2 separate regions of the Mus musculus genome follow, and region 2 is linked to region 1. Evidence: chromatin contacts called from public promoter capture Hi-C data. All regions are on one chromosome and are shown on one strand. The core of a region is the stretch at or near the end of the contact, and the rest is flanking DNA. Distances in the headings are between cores, read along the strand shown.

Region 1 (4,645 bases), core at 470-2,969:
GAGGGGGGAGGAGGAGGGGAGGCAATTTCTCCTTAGACCTCCAGAGAGTCCCCAGCTAAAGAGACACAACTTCTAGTTCAGAGGCACCCCCTCCATAGGTGGGGGGAAGATCAGGAAAACAGCTACCCACTGGATTCCAATCTGAAGATGGAAAGCAGTCTTCAAAGCTTTACCAAAACTAAATATCTCTAGAAAAAGATATTTAGATCTGCAAACAGGGTCCTGATGTTGCTGTCAAATCCTTGAAATCACCTCATTTCCATACCACTCCTCCCGAAAGATCCCTTACAACATCTTCCCTCTACCTGGTACCACAACCCCAGCGCTTTTTCACACCGTACCCCGGGAGCCCCAGGAGCGGGGAGGTGGGGGGGAGAGAAAGAAAGAAAGAAATAAAAAAAAAAACGCCTGTCAATTATCCCAGGACTATGTGTAACAGTGTCATCACTGAGTATCAAAACTGCAGCTGGAGGTCAGAGGGTGAGAAGGACATGTGGGAACAGGGAAATGGCAGGGCAGGAGGAACAATCTCTCTCCCGTCCCTGGGAAAGTCTCAAGATAATAAACAAAATGTATATTATAGGTAAGGGGTGGGGCGGATAGAAATGTAGTCCATTTTCAAGGAATTTTAGCGGATGGGAGAGATCTTCAGAGAAAGCTGCTTTTCGGTGTGTCAGCTCCCTCCCTTTGGTGTGTCTTGGAAGAGTGGCTGGGACACACGTCCTGAGGACAAGGTTTATTTGGGAGACCAGAAGCCAAACACAGTCTATGTAAGCCCTGGCGCTTAGCAGAGTCCTCGACTCCACACTCTGCAGAAACATCAGTCAATTGAGTGACTAGAAGAGGATGGAACCTCGGATGCGGCAACTGTGAGCGTTCCCACCACACAAATGCTCCACAGCACGCTCACACGGAAGACAGCCAGACGTTAACCACCCCCCCACCCCCCGAAACCGCTATTGAGACCCTGCGGATGAGCTCGAAACCTCAACAAGTCTCCTGTCTTTGAAGATAGGAGGAACCGAGAAAGAGAGCAGGACGAAGGAACACCTCGCCCAGTGCCTGCCTCACCAGCGCACCTCTCCTCCTCAGGCAACCCGGGGCTGAGCCCAGACGCAGTCTGCCTTGGGGGTTAACGCTGTGCCCTGGCCATGACCTTCGGCGAGTACCTAATTAGCCCCATTTTACAAACATTAAGAGTCTAAAAGAGTCACGTGGTCCATGCTGGCCAGCTGCCGGGTGCGCACCGGGTGGTTTGAGGCGCCCGCCGGTGCGCGGATCCCTTAGCAAGGTGCGCGGCGCACCGCATCCCGAGCGCTACGTGGCCATCGGGGAAACGCAGGGGTCAGCTCCCGCCCCCGTAGCCACGGAAAGAGGCGGATCTGACTCTGTCGAGGCTAAGTCCAAGACCCCACCGTCCCCTCCGCACAGGCAGGCTGGCCATGTCCCGCAGCCCTGGCCCCAGACGCGCACCAGGTGCGGGGGACCGCGCGCGCGACATCTTCAGACACCCACCCCAAAAGTTGCGGCAACGTGGCAGGGAAGCATGGCATCGAGCTGCGGGCGCGGAGGGGAGAGCTGGAGGACTCACCCGGGGTGGCCGGCCTGGAGTGGGTCCGCGGCGGAGCTCATGGATGGCGGCCAGGCTCACAGCCACCGCGCCTCGGATGGCCCCGGGTCACCTGCCGCAGCCTGCGTCCAGCGCGCGATCCCGAGGCTGCAGATCGCCGGTGCGCCCGAGCTGGGGCCGCAGTCACAGCGGGAGCCGGGCAGCGCGGGCAGGACGAGGGCGCGCGGCGCGAGGGAGGCGCCCGCTCCAGGCTCCCAGCCAGCGCCAGCCCAAGCCACTGCGGCCGCCGCCACCTGCGGGCCCCGCTGACCGCCAATCACAGGCGCCCGGGGCGGCGGCGCGTGCGGAGGCGGGGCGGGGGCGCGTGCGGGGCGGCTGGCGGGAGCGGCGGCGACACCAGCGCGCCTGCGCCGGGACACCGGCCGCCTACCCCGCGGGTTCCTCGCGAGCTCCCCGGGTGCGCGGGTGGCACGCGCCGGGAGGGGCGGGGCGCATAGGGAAGAGGCGGGGCTGGGGCTGCGCGCACCCGGGTCGTTGCGGGCTGCGGCGCAGTGCGGTGCGGGGGTCGCGATCGTGAGCACCCCTACTCAACCAGCCCTAGCTTCAGGTCATCCCTAGTATTGAAGTCAGGCTCTGCATCCTTGGAGACCCGCCCGCTTGAAGGATGGGTCACCGCAACCTGGGCCTTCTTAGTCCTAGGAACAGCGCGACCTGCTGGCTCCAGCCTCACCAAAGACTCGTGGCCCGCCTGCATCAACATCTTTCACTTCACTGCCCCCCACCCCAAGGTATTTTTAAGGCACCGTTGTGATTCCGGTCTGGATTACGTTCTTCTCCAGGGAATTTACTGAGCTAGCCACGCTCGCTCATTCAACACACACTGACTACCTCGCACTTGGCTCAGGGGGTTCTAATCCTGTGTGCGCCCCCATAACCGCTGCACCTCTGGGATAGTGAGTCCTGGAATACTGCCAGTGAGGAGTGCTCTGGGGCGCGTGCTTGCAGTCCATGGTCCCCAAAGGATGACAAGGAGTTGAGATTGTCCTGCAATCTAGGGCCGCACTTGCTCATCCAGCAAGCCCAGGGCCCCGGATATTGAGACCAACTACTTAAGCCTCAGCAGCGTCGACTGGGGAACACCTGTCAGTGTCAACTGCCTGGCAGCAGCGACTCCGTCAGAATAAAGCTTCTATAGCGCTACGGCGGTGATTTCAAAATCTAAATCTCAGTTCTAAATCTCATAGGTCAATGAGCTGAGGTCGTGTCCTATGTAAATGCATGCAAGGTAGATGGGGGGGGGGGGAAGCGCCTTTGCGGAGCAACGAGGGAGGAAAATTAAGAACGTGTAAGGCATTAAATTGGTTTCTCTAAAGAAACGGTTTCCTCCCTTGAGGGATTTTTAAACTGCTAAAATGAAAGAAAGCTTATTTTGTGTACATTTTACTTATTTTCCGTTCTAAATCTGTTTATGTAGGCCCGGTTAGTATCCACACAGTCCAACATTCAACCGTTCACAAGACTCCCTCCTACCTTTGTCTGCCAGTGTCTCAGCTCCTGCCACTGAGCACAACCAAAGTGTGCTCTCTCTGGGGGAAAGCTATGTGTTATGATTGTGATGATCAATTGCAACTGTCAACTTGAGACAAACTAGAACCACCTACGAGGTGGTCCTCTGGGCATTCCACCGCAGGATTATCTTGATTATGGGGAGACCCGTCAGCTGTGGGCGGCACCATCCCCTAGGCTGGAATTACAAGATTCCAGGACTGAGTTCAGTCTTCTGTTTCCCAGAGTGCATGTTACATCACCCAACAAAATCCCCCTGCCCTGGGCTGGAGAGATGGCTCATGAGTTAATAGCACGGTCTGCTCTTTCAGAGGACCAGAGTTTGAGTCCCAGCACCCACATGTCAGATCACAACTATCTGTAACTCCAATTCCAGGGAATCCGAAGCCTTCTGACCACATGAAGAAGGCGTGCAAATAGCAGGCAGACCTATATACAGGCAAAATACTCATAAAATAAAAATAAAATACCTATGTACTTCTTGAACAAATCCAGTCTGTACGCACTGTAAAGGCTGCAATGATTTTTAAATATTTATTGTATGTGTTCATGGGCATTCAGATGCCAAGGCATGCACGTGGAAGTGTGAGGTTTTGAATGAAAGTGGCCCCCATAGGCTCATAGGGAGTGGCACTATTAGGAGCAGTGACCATGAAGTAGGTATGCCCTTGTTGGAGGTGTGTCCCTGGAGGTGGGCTTTGAGGTTTCTGAAGCCCAAGCCAGGCCCAGTGTCACTCTCTTTTCCCGTTGCCTGTGGATCCAGATGCAGAGCTCTCGGCTACCTCTCCAGCACCATGTCTGCCTGCACACCACCATGCTTCCTGCCACTACAGTAATGGACTAAACCTTTGAACCTGTAAGCCAGCCCTAGTTAGATGTTTTCTTTTGTAAGAGCACCCATGGGTATGGTGTCTTATCCAGCAATAGAAACCCTAAGGAACTAGACAACATTTGAGAGTTGGTTCTTGTCTTAGTCAGGGTTTCTATTCTTGCACAAACATCATGACCAAGAAACAAGTTGGGGAGGAAAGGGTTAATAAGCTTACACTTCCACATTGCTGTTCATCACCAAAGGAAGTCAGGACTGGAACTCAAGCAGGTCAGGAAGCAGAAGCTGATGCAGAGGCCATGGAGGGATGTTACTTACCGGCTTGCTTCCCTTGGCTTGCTCAGCTTGCTTTCTTATAGAACCCAGGATCACCAATCCAGGTGTGACACCACCCACAATGGGCCCTCCCACCCCTGATCACTAATTGAGAAAATGCCTTACAGCTGGATCTCATGGAGGCATTTCCCCAAGGGAGGCTCCTTTCTCTGTGATAACTTCAGCTTGTGTTAAGTTGACACACAAAACCAGCCAGCACAGTTCTCTTCTTACAGCATGTGCAAAGATTAAATGCTAGGTCACCAGGTACCCTTTATCACTGAGCCATCTCAAGGAACAAAGACTGGGGTATTCCAACAGTTTGTAAGCCAAGAAGATGAGATGGGCAGGGTGGTGAAAACCAG
Region 2 (4,897 bases), core at 432-2,931, 1.3 Mb before region 1:
GGGAGAGGAGAGCAGGGGCTGGGGTCCCCCTCCAGTCCAGGCTAAGTCCCTTCCCCTCATTTTGTGGACCAAGAGGGCAGCCGAGGCTGGGAGGCTAGTGGAACTGAAGATGGGGTTGGAGTGGAAAGATCAGAGGCAACCAGGGAAGGCTCCCTGGAGGAGGAGCTAGAGTTGGCACCTCCAAATAAGAAGTAGGAAGATGGAATTGGAGGGACTGGGCTCAATCTGTTTCTAGATGGATGGTACCTGGGGCCAGAGGCCTCCAGTGGTCCAAAAACCCCTGGCTTATCCAAAATGGAGTAGCCAGGACACAGAGTTGGGGAAGTTGGAGGGCTGCTAGTGTGGTCTGTGACACTGAGGGCCAGAGTCTGATGAAGCTTGGAGTGTGGGGAGGGGCTGTAAACAGGAGGAAGGGGGCAACACTGTCCAATTCTCAGAGAGCAGCACCTTCTCCGGAAGGGGTTGGGGGGGTGGTGAGATTTTCCAGAGCAGGGTGTGCCAGACACCAGCTAGGAGGAAACAGATTCATGTCCTGATCCCTGCCCTGGGAAAGGTTGTGATTAGGGAGGGACCACGGGATAGACTGCACTAAGGTGACCGACCAAGATTCCCCACTTCCTCCAGGCAGCCCACTTGTTCCAGACCAGAATCCACTAAGGAAAAGACAATCTTGAAGCAACAGCTCCACAGACCTAGAGCAAGGGAAGGGAAGATCACCTCTGTCCAAGTGTGGCTGGCAGGGACAGGTGTGGCTCCTGTGGCCTCATTTTGCCCTTCTGTAAAATGGGTTTAGGGGGTCTCTGAGTCTTGAGGTCTTTCTTAGTCTCAGAGGAGGTGACCAGGTGTCTGCCCCATGACCCTGGTGAGTCTGTCACAGCCACAGGAGCACACCCACACACATGTCTGTGTGGGAGGAAGCCGAGGTCTAAGGTAGAGCAAGCCCCCCTGCTTTTCCCAATACATGCTTTTACCTGCCCACCATCAGCCTATAGTTAGAGGATAAAGAGCACAGAATGAAATTCTCACCAGATCCCAAGGACCCCTCCCCAGGGTACAGGCACTAAGGTCTGATGCTGTGCTGTCTTCATCGCACAAGTTCTCAAAATACCCAGAGAGGCTTCCAGACACAGCCTCCTTCCCACCCGACAGTCTACAGGATCTCCCATCTCACTCGATCGTGCCACCCACAGTTCTCCTCCCCACGTACCCCCACAGGCACTCATCGCAAGGCAAGTCTGGGGCTCCCTCTCGCCCCCAACCTCTTCATCGCTGATTGGGATCACTTCGCGGTGAGCGCTCTAAGATGAGCTAAGAGGGACCCGCCGCTACCGAGCTCCCACGCCTCTGGGCTACAGAAGAGAGAAGACGAGAACCGCGCTCCTGCTGCCCCCCGATGGCCAGATGGTCCCGGATACGCTGCCCCCGCAGTTCCCCCATCCGTGGGATCTGGGTGGAGGGGCACACACTCACCGCGGGTCCGAGGGCGCAGGCGAGGGCTCCTGCCAGCACGCAGAGCCAGCGGGCAGGCGGTAGGCTCGGAGGGCGCATGGTCCGCCCTGAGCCCGCGGCAGGCAGCCGAGAGCGCCTACGGGGTCTGTGGCTAACGCAGCGCGGGAGAGTGGCGCGGGCCAGCGGCCCGGGCGCTATGAGGCACAGCTCCAGGCTAGGGGAGGGCGGCGGGGGCTCGTCTGACGGGCGGCGGGGTTAGCCAATGGCACGGCGGAGGCGGTACCTCGGCGCAGGTAGGGGGCGGAGCCGGGGCCCCCGGGGGCGTGAGCACAGAGTCCCGCTAGAGGTGCGCGTCGTCGGGAGCTGCTAGCTAGCGAGCATCCTCTCGGCTCTCCGATGCGGGGACGCTGGGCTCAACACCGCCCAGTGTTCCCCGCGCCCGCACCTTTCTCTCTCAACCCCGGCTGCGCCCTCGGCCCCTGGCAGTGAGCTCCTCCAGTCTTCGGCTCCAGGGAGTTTAGCTGCCGGCTCCCCGGTTTCCACGTCGGCTTGCAGCCCAAATTCTTGGACTAGAAGGGCCACAGCTTTCCAGGGCTGAAGGCTGGCCTCCGATGGGGTCCAGCGGATCACGCTGTTGGAACCATCTGCGACAAGGGAGAAGCCGAGGGGGCGCAGCCGGGGTCGGGGAGTCCCAACTGGGGGTTCCTCTTGGCCGCCCAGGGCAGGGTGCACTCAGAGCTGGACACGACTTGGCCGGCGCAGCTCGTGAGGGACGAGAAGTCAATGTTCCAGCGCCCCCGCGCGGGGACCAAAGCCTGTACCCTTTCTTGGGCCCAGGCTGCCCACAGACCGGTCTTCCCGGAGTCCCCAGGGACTAGGATCAGGGTGCCAGTGTCCCGCGCTGTGTCTCCAAGATCGGGCGGGCCGGTAGCGGGTGATCTGAGGCTGCTCTCCCTCCGAAGCTTGTCTTTAGGGCTCGGATTATTCGGTGCTAGCGTGGGGCGCGGGGTTACCGACTCAGAGCCCTTCGCGCTACGTCTTAGGGAACCCGTGCAGATGACTTTCCAAGAGCTCGAGTGATCATGGTGAGAAGGTGATGTGGGGGGCTGATGGCGCGGTGGGATAGAAGGTGGGAGGAGGGGCGGAGTTGCAGAGGGCCGCGTGTCCCTGCGCGAAGTAGGGTGTGCGATCCATTTGAAGGAAGTCGCTCTCCGGGCGCTTTCTGGCCAGCAGGAGCGCGGGAATTTCCCGAGGATTCTCCAGCCTTCCCAACCTGCAACGTGGGAAACTAACGCTGTGGGCGTGGCCTTGAGGTCGGTTACAGAAAAGTCTGGAAGCAAACCCCTGGCCTTCCTCCTTCCTCTCCTTCCTAGTCTACCGCACTTCCCTTGTTCTCTCTCCCCCTGAGCCTGAGCCTGAGCCTGAGCCAGGCCTCTACTACGCACCAGGGCATAGGAGGTAAGAGGCACTCCCTGCAATTTCTGCTTCCGGATAGAGAATGGGCTAGTTGTCACAGGCCTTTCTCCAGTTATGGGGTGTCAGAAGAGGGAGCTGTTTAGTAGTTGCCATTCAGTGCTTCAGGGCTAGGATTTCGGGAGTCACTGTGAGCAGGAATAGGGGTTTGCCTCGCTTGTGACCATGGGCACACTCCTCTTAGGCCTTAGGCCTCTTAACCGGGCAGTGAGGTCTTACCAGCTCTTGAGGTGGTATGCTCAAGTCCCAGATGTGAGCTTTGGCTCTCAACCCTGCCCACCCCCATATGTCACCTAGGCAGCTGCAGAATGCTGATATGGGGCGGGGTGGCACGTGCCTGTGATCCCACTGCTCTGTATGCTTCGGGAGGAGGATTCCTGTGGATTTCAGACCAGCCTGAGCAAAATGCTACGGTGCTTCACCTCATGGTCCTGTTAGCATTTCCGTGTTCTCTGTGGACAGAGATCTGGGCATGGGGGTGGGGGTGGATGGAGGGTTTTGGGTACCGGGAAGGAAGTGGGAAGCCAGACTCCATTTTGCTATGTGACCTTCACCAGGCAGGTGAATAGATGGGAGGTAGAGGCCACCAGTGGTGATGGCTGCCCTGTCCACGCTGATCCTTCTTGGGCTGGAGGTTGGAAGGCTGGTGCTAGGCTACAGCTGAGAACATCGGCAGGATCCCCTGGTGTCTTCCCGGCCTGACCCCCAGGAGAGGAAGATGTCTTGGGGAGAATAGCTTTCTCTTCCAATTCTCTGTGAAAGCTACTCTCAGTTCTTTCTGGTTGTTCCCTGGGGACCCATCCTTCTTTACCATCAAAGGACACAAGACACGCTCAAAAAACAAAAGGAGCAGGAAAACAGCAAAAACAACCTTAAAAATGCAACCCAGCTTATTTCCTGCTGCCTCTTAAAGTCTCTGTTCTGAGACACTGGGAGGTCAACCATGCACCTACTCCTGGGGGAGCCTTGTGGAATCTGAGGAGGAGGCTACTGTTGTTTACCTAGGTAATAGGGAAGGCTTCAGGAGAGAAGGGACTTCTGAAGAGATGGGGGAAGATGGGCTTCATGAGGCTTGGGAAGCAGGTATAACTGAGACTGAGGGAACAGACATCCGAGGTGGAGGGAGCAGGTACCTGAGGTTTAAGAGAAAGCACCTGAAGCAGACGGAGATCTCCAAGGCTGAAGGAGCGGGTGCTGGTGGTGGTGTTTGTAGTTACCTTCCCCACCATATCCTGAGAAGGGATTCCCACATCACCTGCCTTTGCCTCACAAATCTATGCTGGAACAGTCGCAGGAGAGCCGGAGCCACGGTCTGCCCCCATTTCTGAAGCTGTTCTCGCTTGAGTCCTGTGCTAGCCTGATCTTTACCGGATCCCTGCAACCTGCTCCCAGATTCTGGCTCAGATTCTAGTTGCCAGAACCACAGGGGTGCAGCGGATGAAGCGGGGGAAGGGGAGACAGTCACTTGCCATTCCCCGTGACAACAAGCTCGCTCGGCAGAAAGAATCTGCCGTTACTCATCCAATCCTGTCTGGCTTCAAGCCCGCTGCATCCCTGTGCCGTGTGCCACCCTCTCCTCCTCCAGGCCTGCAGCCACCTCTCAGGATGGCTCAGTCGGCGCCTTGTGCTGAAGTTGATGAATCAGTGAGGAGGAGGAAGAGAAGGAGCAGGTTCTGGTGAACGGTGAGGGCAGCCGTGAGACATAGTGTGCCCTTGACCTGTGTAACGGGGCTAAGTCAAGGCCAGGTGGCAGACGTGGCCTGGGGAGTCACAGGAGCAGATCCAGTCACATTGCTGTCTGAGTGAAGGCAGCTTTCCCTTCCCTGAGCCTCTGAATTGAAGGGACCAATAGCTTTAGCTCTGTATCAATTCGGGGTGCTGATAGTCACTCCTACCTCCTGAGTATGTCCCTTCATTGCAGGCTAGACCTTTCTGAGTGCCAGAGAATTCCAACTCCATCCATAGGTTGGAGGGT

Evidence for each region. Promoter capture Hi-C pulls out the DNA fragments that hold promoters and counts their contacts.
Region 2: a promoter capture Hi-C map of stem cell-derived epiblast-like cells shows a contact between it and region 1, with 4 times the contacts expected there. The contact joins the promoter of Vipr1 here to the promoter of Myrip in region 1. A contact is called at or near these places in 5 of 39 promoter capture datasets (embryonic stem cells, hematopoietic stem and progenitor cells, liver and 1 more) and 1 of 484 Hi-C or Micro-C datasets (embryonic stem cells).

What each region holds. Positions count from the first base shown.
Region 1 is chr9:120,301,147-120,305,791 of GRCm38.p6, reverse strand. It overlaps Myrip (myosin VIIA and Rab interacting protein), which reads right to left and starts at 1,719. Exons shown (of 17, transcript NM_144557.5): 1 at 1,592-1,719.
Region 2 is chr9:121,639,500-121,644,396 of GRCm38.p6, reverse strand. It overlaps Vipr1 (vasoactive intestinal peptide receptor 1), which reads right to left and starts at 1,681. Exons shown (of 13, transcript NM_011703.4): 1 at 1,471-1,681. The coding sequence starts at 1,548. It also overlaps a transcript of Lyzl4 not described here.